Regions from separate parts of the Ovis aries genome. Here region 2 is linked to region 1. The links are chromatin contacts, called in public Hi-C maps. All regions are on one chromosome and are shown on one strand. Each heading gives the region's core, a stretch centred on a gene start, on an enhancer-like site or on the middle of the called end of the contact. The rest is flanking DNA. Distances are from core to core; before and after follow the strand shown.

What was found. A called contact is a pair of places that touch in the nucleus more often than the background predicts.
Region 2: a contact with region 1 is called in a Hi-C map of hypothalamus, with 7 times the contacts expected there. The contact joins two enhancer-like sites. A contact is called at or near these places in 11 of 16 Hi-C or Micro-C datasets (blood, hypothalamus, liver and 4 more).

Annotation. Positions count from the first base shown.
Region 1 is chrX:10,998,573-11,002,924 of ARS-UI_Ramb_v3.0, forward strand. No RefSeq gene overlaps it. Among named protein-coding and RNA genes, the nearest start is that of TLR8, 15 kb to the left of the region's middle. Within about 2 kb of position 2,154, at least 17 of the 54 cell types and tissues checked have an H3K27ac peak or open chromatin away from gene starts, as enhancers often do. A contact at or near this core is called in hypothalamus and liver, where this site is marked.
Region 2 is chrX:11,472,292-11,476,643 of ARS-UI_Ramb_v3.0, forward strand. No RefSeq gene overlaps it. Among named protein-coding and RNA genes, the nearest start is that of RAB9A, 370 kb to the right of the region's middle. Within about 2 kb of position 2,135, at least 34 of the 54 cell types and tissues checked have an H3K27ac peak or open chromatin away from gene starts, as enhancers often do. A contact at or near this core is called in hypothalamus and liver, where this site is marked.

The DNA.
Region 1 (4,352 bases), core at 904-3,403:
CAGGCTCGGGGAGTCTAGAACAAACTACTCAAGGCCACACTGTAAGTAATCTATGAAATGGGTGCAGCAGGCAGAATAATGGCCTGCAAAGCTGTTTGCATCCTACTGCCTGGAACCTGTGACTGTGAAGGTCATGTGCCAGAAGGGAATTGACGTTGCAGCTGGGATGAAGGTTGCTAGTCAGCTGACCTGAAAATAGGGACTCCTGAATTACCCAGATAAAGCCAATGTAATCACAAGCGTCCTTACAAGTGGAAGAGGGAGGGAGAAGCGGAGGGAATGTAGCTAGAGGGAAAGGGCCAAAGAGAGGCTGCGTTGCTGGAGTTTTTTTTTCCTTTTTACCGTATTTATTTTTTGTTGTGCTGGGTCTTCATTGCTGCGCAGGCTTTTCTCTAGTTGCAGCGATTGGGGGCTGTGTGTGTGTGTGGGGGGGGTTGGGGCTTGGAAACGCTGTTCTTTGTTGCAGGTGTACAGGCTTCTAGTTTCATTGGCTTCTCTTGTTGCCGAGCACTGGCTCTAGGCTCCCAGGCTTCAGGAGTTGCGGCACGTGGGTGCCGGGACTTAGTTGCGGGTTAGTTGTATCCGCGGTGTGTGGGATCTTCCCAGACCAGGGATGGAACCGGTGGCGTCTGCATTGGCCAGTGGATTCTTAACCTCTGGGCCACCAGGGAAGTCCCTACCTTCCTGTTTTGCAGATGGAGGAAGGAGCTGCAAGCCAAAGAGTGCAGATGGCTTGTAGAAGCTGCAAAAGGTAAGAAAGCAGATTCTTCTCTAGCGTCTTCAGACAGAAACACACCCCTCCAGCACCTTGACTGTGGCCCCGTGAGACCTATGAGGCACTTCTGATGTCCAGAGCTGTAAGAATATATTTGTGGTGTTTAAGCCGCCGAAATCGTGTCATTTGCTACAGCAGCCGTCGGAAGGGAATACAGTGGACTGGCTTCCACCGTCTGGGAGAGGCTTTTTTTTTTTTCCCCTCTCACCCTTTCTATACCTTTGCTTTTACCCGCTGAGTTTCTCGTAATACCTGGCTTTTAGCGTTTATGTAGGTCCGCAACCTTTTTGGCACCAGGGACTGGTTTCGTGGAAGACAGTTTTCCGACCGGAGAGAGGGCGGGATGATCTCGGGATGGTTTCCGGATGGTTTCCGGATGATTCAGGCGCACTAGGTTTGCTTCTAATCCAGTGCTGCAGCTCATCTGACAGGTGGTACTGGTCTGTGACCCGGAGCTTGGGGCCCTCTGGTATACTGCTACTGCTAAGTCACTTCAGTCGTGTCCGACTCTGTGCGACCCCATAGACGGCAGCCCACCAGGCTCCCCCGTCCCTGGGATTCTCCAGGCAAGAACACTGGAGTGGGTTGCCATTTCCCTCTCCAGTATGGTTATAATTCTTGGCCTCCCTGTCCGTCTTCTCCCTAATCCCTGACAGCAAGAGAGTTTGCTCCTCACTTTTGCATCACTTTCTGCCAGCGTGGTACTTTCCCAAGACCAGAGCATAGTAACTCGATTCAGAGTGAAATTAATGTGTGAATGAATGCTAGACTCTGATATTAGCAATATTACTGTACCTCATCATCACCAAGAATCATAGGGCTGGGCTGTCACAGCTGCACGACAGTTAAAAGCATCTCTTGGTAGCGTCTAGAGCTACCTCCCTCCCAACCCTCACTTCCCTCAGTGCAGTCTGGGAGCTGCAGGAAAGATCGAGACTACCTACCCATCAGCCCCAGAAGTAGCCTTTCCCCCAGACCAGTGTGTGTCCTGTTGGGCAATCTGCAGGGAGGAAGAAAGGTTCTGGTTCCAGACAGCGTTATGAATGAGTTATAGGAGCCCCAGACTCTGATGTCGCCATCTTTGTCTCAGCAAAGCTGATAATTGGATTTGAGCCTTTAGGCTAGTCACTTATTTACTCTGCCCTCATTTATCAAATGTGAGAAATGCCAGCTGTGTGCTTGGATTACTTTCAAGGCTTTATAAAAAGGAGTAAAAAAGGTATGAACAGGTCTTGGCTACTGTCACACAGTTAATGCACTGAGAGCAGATGTGATCACGTGCTGAGAAAAGTCAGGGCTACGTAGGAAAGTTCACATTCACAGAGAAGTGAAAGTGAATTGCGTCACTTTCTGTCACGTGACATCCATGGGCTGCTGATGAACTCACTGAGGCTCTGTTTCCTCTTGTGTGAGACAGAGTGAAAAGATGTGTCTCATTTATTGCTCACTCCTAGTGTTGCCCACCCTGTTCTATGCCCTTCACCATTATTTTTATTTTATAGTTACATGGCTTGTCAGAGTCAGGACAATTACAGGTTGGAAGTGAGCATGCTTTTTTTTCCCTCAGGCTAATTGCTTTCCAATGCTGTGGTGCTCTCTGCTGCACATCAAGGGGAATCCGTCAGAATCCTATCTATGTCCCCTCCCTCTTGAGCCTTCCTCCCCCTGCAACCCACCCCACCCCCCAGACTCGTGCATTCTTAGCAGCGGGAATGGTGTATGCAGTGATCTGGAAGTGGAGGCAATGGAGAGGAATATGCATGAGGGATGAGGTACCCTTGTGACTGCAGGTCTGGGGACTTGCAGGAAGCAGAAGCATGCTGGTAAATAGCATACGTTCGAAACATACTGGAAGGTTTAGACGCAGGAGGTGATGTAGACACAGGTCAGAGAACTCTCCTGAGGGGCTGTGTGGAACAGGGCAGCCCTGGGCATGAGCATGGACTGGAGGAAGCTGTTCTGATGACACCCTAGGAGCACAATGATGAGGGGCTCTGGGGGCAGAGGCAGGGAAATGGGGAGAAATGTACAACTTCTGTGTGTGTGTGTGTATGTGTACGCACAAAGTCGTTTCAGTCATGTCCGACTCTTTGTGACCCTATAGATTATAGCCTGCCCGGCTTCTCTGTCCATGGGATTTCCCAGGAAGAATACTGGAATGGTTTGCCGTGCACTCCTCCAGGGGATCTTCCCAAGCTCAGGCAAGTCAAAATGATGAGTTTGGGTTACCATCTGCATATAGGGGGAAAAGGAAAAGCTGCTGAGGCCTGATGACCTGGCCTCTCATTTGGGGGACCTCAGGCCTGTCTTGGGGTGTCATCACCTACACACACTTAGCCTTTGAGCCCGTAGTAAACAGGATACATTTCTTCAGGAAGAAGAAATTCTTTGAGAAGACAAAAATTGATTTCACTTCCTGAAAAGAACAGCTGTCACTGGCTATACATTCACTTATTTCTCAATTTGGATTTTTCCCTCTGAATATTCCAGTTTCCAGAGGTATTATCAGTTCTTTGATTGTGTTCCTTGTATGTAATTATATCATATGACAATAATTGTCAATTTCAGAGGAAAGAAACTATGCAGTTAAAACAAAATCAGAAAATGAATGAAAAAAGGAGTGTTCTTCCGAATCTCTCCCAGAGTTTTCTCTTACACTTGGAAGGGGCCTGGGTAGTGGCCCACCTCACGCCCAAATGCCTGGATTGAGATCCCAGCTCCCACTTCTTAGCCATGGGATTTGGACAAGTTAGGTGGTTCCTTTCTATGAAGGGTGGGTGGGTGGGTGGGTGGGTGGGTGGGTGTGTGTGTGTGTGTGTGTGTGTGTGTGGCGGGGGGTGGTTAACAATGCTAGTTCTTACGTCATGCCTACCACATTACCTTGTTCTAAAAATGAAATGAGCATTGCTTGAATTGGTCCCTGGCATGCTTGATAAGCAGCCCATAAATGTCAGTTATCATATTCTCCAGATTTTCTACAATGATCCTGAATGACACTGAAGATCAGAAGCATCTATATAAGTTATATCATCTTTATTATTACTTCTCTGTTGTCAGTGGGAATGAAGGTACCATCAGCTGACACTATGGTCACGAGGGTGGATTAAGCCTTTTGCTTGTCCTGGAAAGAAGGACTCATGGGCTGGTCCTCCCACATGGGGTTGTTGACTGAAAAATAAAGAGAGAGAGAGAGAGAGAGAGAGAGAGAGAGAGAGAAAGCACAACCTAAAAGTTGAGAATTCAGTGGACAAACTGAGGACTTAGGCCCAGATCACAGCCTCTCAAATCACTCTGCAGAAGTGCTCTCAAGAGGTAAGGGAGGAGCCAGGAAATATAGTAGTTTATGCAAAAATGCCAAGTAGTCAGCACGTCAAAAGATTACTGATAAAGAAAACCAGACATCTCCAGTTAATGAATTTGGTGCTTTCCTAAGTATGAGAAGATACAAGAGTCTGGGCTCACTGAAATCATTCCTTTGATGTGCACCTCAGGGCCAGTATCCTGCTTGTCTCCAGCCTGAATCCCCTCAGTTGCACAGCTTGGGGCGGGTGCAGGGGCTTAGGGCTTGATGCTCGAA
Region 2 (4,352 bases), core at 885-3,384, 470 kb after region 1:
ACTTCTCTTTACCTGGGACTGGAACAAATTTTTAGGCAAGGCTCCCACCCCTTTCTAGTTTCTCTAAAGCAAAGGAAAAAATATAGAGATTCATTTTTCCCTTTGCCCAGAGCAAAGAGTAAGGAGTAGTTCTTCTAATTATGTTATTTCAACACTTGTCAGTTGGGCACTCACAATCTATAGCTGCTGGACACTGAATGTAACCAAAGAAATATAAATCTGGTCTTCTCTTTAAACCAATTATAATCAGAAGAAAAAATTGCTGGAGAGAAAGAAGGCAAAAAGGAGTGATGCCCTATGAGTAACTGGTCCTTGGAGCAAAGTTTAAAATAACGTTTTAGAAAGAGTTGAAGAAGTTTGGGTCATGCCTAGAATTCATTTAGCTGTTGTTTCCAAAAACCACCAAACATGTTACAGGATTTTCCTTTATATGTTGCAGCAGTCTGCTTATACCTTATAAGATCTGTAGTACATGCGTGCACCCTAGGTCAATTGTGAGTGAAAGTTGCTCAGTCATGTCCTACTCTTTGAGACCCCATGGACTATACAGTCCATGGCATTCTCCAGGCCAGAATACTGGAGTGGGAAGCCTTTCCCTTCTCCAGGGGATCTTCCCAACTCAGGGATCAAACCCAGGCCTCCTGCATTGCAGGCAGCTTCTTTACCAACTGAGCTACAAGGGAAACCCAGGTCAACTGTGCTGGCCCACTTCCACTGCCATCAGCATCTGAACAAGTTTAGGGCAAGAGTTTTAGGAAGGCCTAGTGTTTTTAGAAAGAGCTACTAGCATTTTTAGGAAAACATGTTGTAGTAGGAGATCACATAGATGATGACTCTCAGGACGTTTCCACTGCCCAGGCACATTCATCTTTGGTTAGCAGATGATGTCATGATAAGAAAGAGAGTACCAGGCAGTCCAATAGGAGAGAATGCTGACAGGAGACATTTCTCATGTGTTGTCTCCCCAGATTACAGGAAGCATGCTAAATGAATGGTGGTAAATACACACCCTGCTCTGATTGGCAATTTTCGCCGCTAAACCTGTAAGTTGAAAGACATGTAAGGTAAAATTCACCCTCCTCTCAACCTTGAGGGGATGAGTCACCGAAGCAGTCCTCACATTTCTGCATGCAGAAAGGCAGGAGGCCTTCCAAAAAAGGTTGTGGTTTTTCTGTTTCCCTGGTTCCCTGACACATAGCCCAGCCATGATCACATGCAGTGACAGGCAGGAACCTGTTGCCTTATTTGGGAATCCTATAGCCCTCTTTGTAGGGGGAAGAGGGCAGACTGAGAAGTCCAGATCAAATGACAATAACACAAAAATAAAAAGAATCCAATAAAGGAAGTGAGCATTTTATCTAGAATAAATATAGAAAGCTGCCTGACCCAAAGAACAAATATTTTCCTACCCATGTCTTTGCCTTGTGAAGGTCTGCTAGGAAAATATGTCAAATCTTCCATTTTCCATAGTGATTTCTCCCATTTTCCTTCTAGCCATAGTGCTCTCTGCATTTCCCAGCTGCTGCAGGGACAGCTTTTCTATTGGGGGAGAGTTTGTGAGTTACATGCACCCACGATTCTCAAGTTGCTTCTCAAGTGTCCCTTATGCTGACCCCGACATGTGCTGTGTGACATTTATTGTGGCATAGAGACAGCAGGAACAGATGGGGAGTGGAGGCTAAGGGCAGGAATGCTCCGGATTTTACAGCTTCCTGTCTGTGTTCCCTTAGGGTGATGGGGGGCACACCCAACACAGATCTCAACCACACAGTTTGGCCTCTGTAGAGAAGTAGGACTTCTAGCTCCTTCTGAGCACAGGAAGCTCTACAGAAAACATATCTTCCTCTGTTCAGGTATTCCTCCACCAAGGCTGCTGCCAGCCACCATGACTTTCTGATCTGTGTTTTTCCAAATATGAGATCATCCAGCTGAGAACAAAAGGGGCAGTAGAGAAAGGGAAGGAGACAACAAAACAGTAATGGGTGTGTTAGCTCAGGCTGGAATGTGTGCCCATTGTCAACCTCAGGAACCGAGAAAACAAACACAAGTTCACAATTCCTTCCCAGAGGTGGTGAGTGGCATAATGTAGGAAAGAGTGCCCTCTGCTGTCACCTGTGATTTTTTTTTTTTCAAACTCCCTGTGAAACAGATTGAAGAAACAGTCTGCGTAGTAAAAAAGGAAGCCATCTTGGGGTTTCAGCTGTTTTAACCAGACTGTGTCCTGTGTTGGGCGAGACAGACTTGAGGGATAGCACAGGCAGCCATGAAAATTCCATGTCGCCAGGTGCTGAGAGGAGATCATGCCTTGGGAGGAGGCCTGTGGGCTGTGTAGATGAAGGACAGATTGCCCGGAAGTAAAGCCACTTCTTGGAGCAGGGCTCTTCTTGGGTGGCAACACACTGGCCAGCATCTCTATTTTCCCATCCTTTCCCAGTAAATCAATTTAGACTTGTTGTTAGATTCCTCTGTTTGTTTCTCTAGGAAGGGGGCAAAAAATACCCACAGTTTTCACATAGGGAGATGAAACTCAATAGGTTGAAAAGTTACTCACTTGGTCACATCTAACTCTTTTGTGACCACATGGACTGTGGCCTACCAGACTCTGTCCATGGGATTCTCCAGGCAATACTGGAGTAGGTTGCCATTTCCTTCTCCAGGGAATCTTCCCAACCCAGGAGTTGAAGCCAGGTCTCCTGTGTCTCCTGCACTACAGGTGGATTCTTTACCATCTGAGCCCCCAGGGAAGCCAATGGCTTGCCTCACAAATATTGCATGAAGACAAGAATTTAAAATAATAAAATTGTCCAACTTAGATGAAAAATTAGTTATGTAACTCAATGTATTTCCTAGGAATAGTAACTGATATATAAAACAATTGACCCAGATATTCACCTTTGAATTAATTTATATGCAGTTTACAAGGGGAGCTTAATCATGGTTATAATTAATGTTTTACAGATGGAAATGTCTGCACATGAATGGCCATAAACAACATCAATGTTAATGCTTCAGTATTTGCTCTCTTCCTAGTTTTTACATTCGAAGTTGTTTTTTCCCCCTAAATTTTAGAAGGCTTTGGGAAATGTAATATTTCCTGCCACATGAATAAACAAATGATGTCACAGTCCTCAGTGTTTGTAGCTGTCACCTCCCTGGTGAGCTGCGGAGCCCTGAGAGAGCTCAGGAAAAAAAGAATACCTGCCATTCAGCATCCTTCAGACTGCAGCCACTCCCTATGGTGAGCCCTGAGGGAACTCAGGGTATGAAAACACAAGATGCTGGCCAGATAGCTGAGATGCATATCAAAGGAAGGATTTCGGTGAGCCCAGACTCTTGCATCTTCCTATACACAGAAAAGCACGAAATTCCTTGAGCTATCTGGTTTTCTTTAATTAGTTGTTGCTGCTGCTGCTGCTGCTGCTGCTGCTAAGTCACTTCAGTCATGTCCGACTCTGTGCGACCCCATAGATGGCCTCCTACCAGGCTCCTCTGTCCCTGGGATTCTCCAGGCAAGAACACTGGAGTGGGTTGCCATATCCTTCTCCAATGCATGAAAGTGAAAAGTGAAAGGGAAGTTGCTCAGTCGTGTCCAACTCCTAGCAACCCCATGGACTGCAGCCTACCAGGCTCCTCCGTCCATGGGATTTTCCAGGCAAGAGTACTGGAGTGGGGTGCCATTGCCTTCTCCGCTTTAATTAGCAATAACCTCTTAACATTCAGACTACCTGCCCTTTGTGGCAAAATTCCTGTATATCCTGACTCCTTCCTTCATCTCTTTGGAGTAGTTCTCTCAGGGTAACTTGAGATGCTGTCTCCCAAGCTTGAAGTCCTAAAAATTCCCATTGAATAAAACGTAACTCTCCACCTTTAGGTTGTGAAAATTTTTTAGTTGACAGCTTCAAGAAACTGTATATCACTATACAAGTTTCTTTCACTTCTTGGAGAAATACAGTTCCACAAATGGTCTTCTAATGGGAGGGACAAAGGGAGAGAAAAGTGGGGAGTGGGTGGAGATCAGTCTTTCATCACCATCTTCCACAAATGTCACACCTTTCTTTGATAAGTTACCTTACTACGCTAGCCTCTTTCTTAGCTGAATTAATCCACCTTTCAAAGGGTCATAGTTGGAGTGTCTACCTTAGATTTTTCTAAATATTTCTGATTGAAACATATGTATCTTTTGAACCCAAGAAATAGAATCCAACTTGGCAAAAGGAGAATTTATTGGCTCTTGTTAATCAGTGTTAAGATCTGAGGCATGGCTAGATCTCAGAGAGTGTCGATAGGAACCAAGGGTCTGAATTTCATAAAACTTTTCTCCATCTTTTGTTGATATTGATTTCATTCTCTTT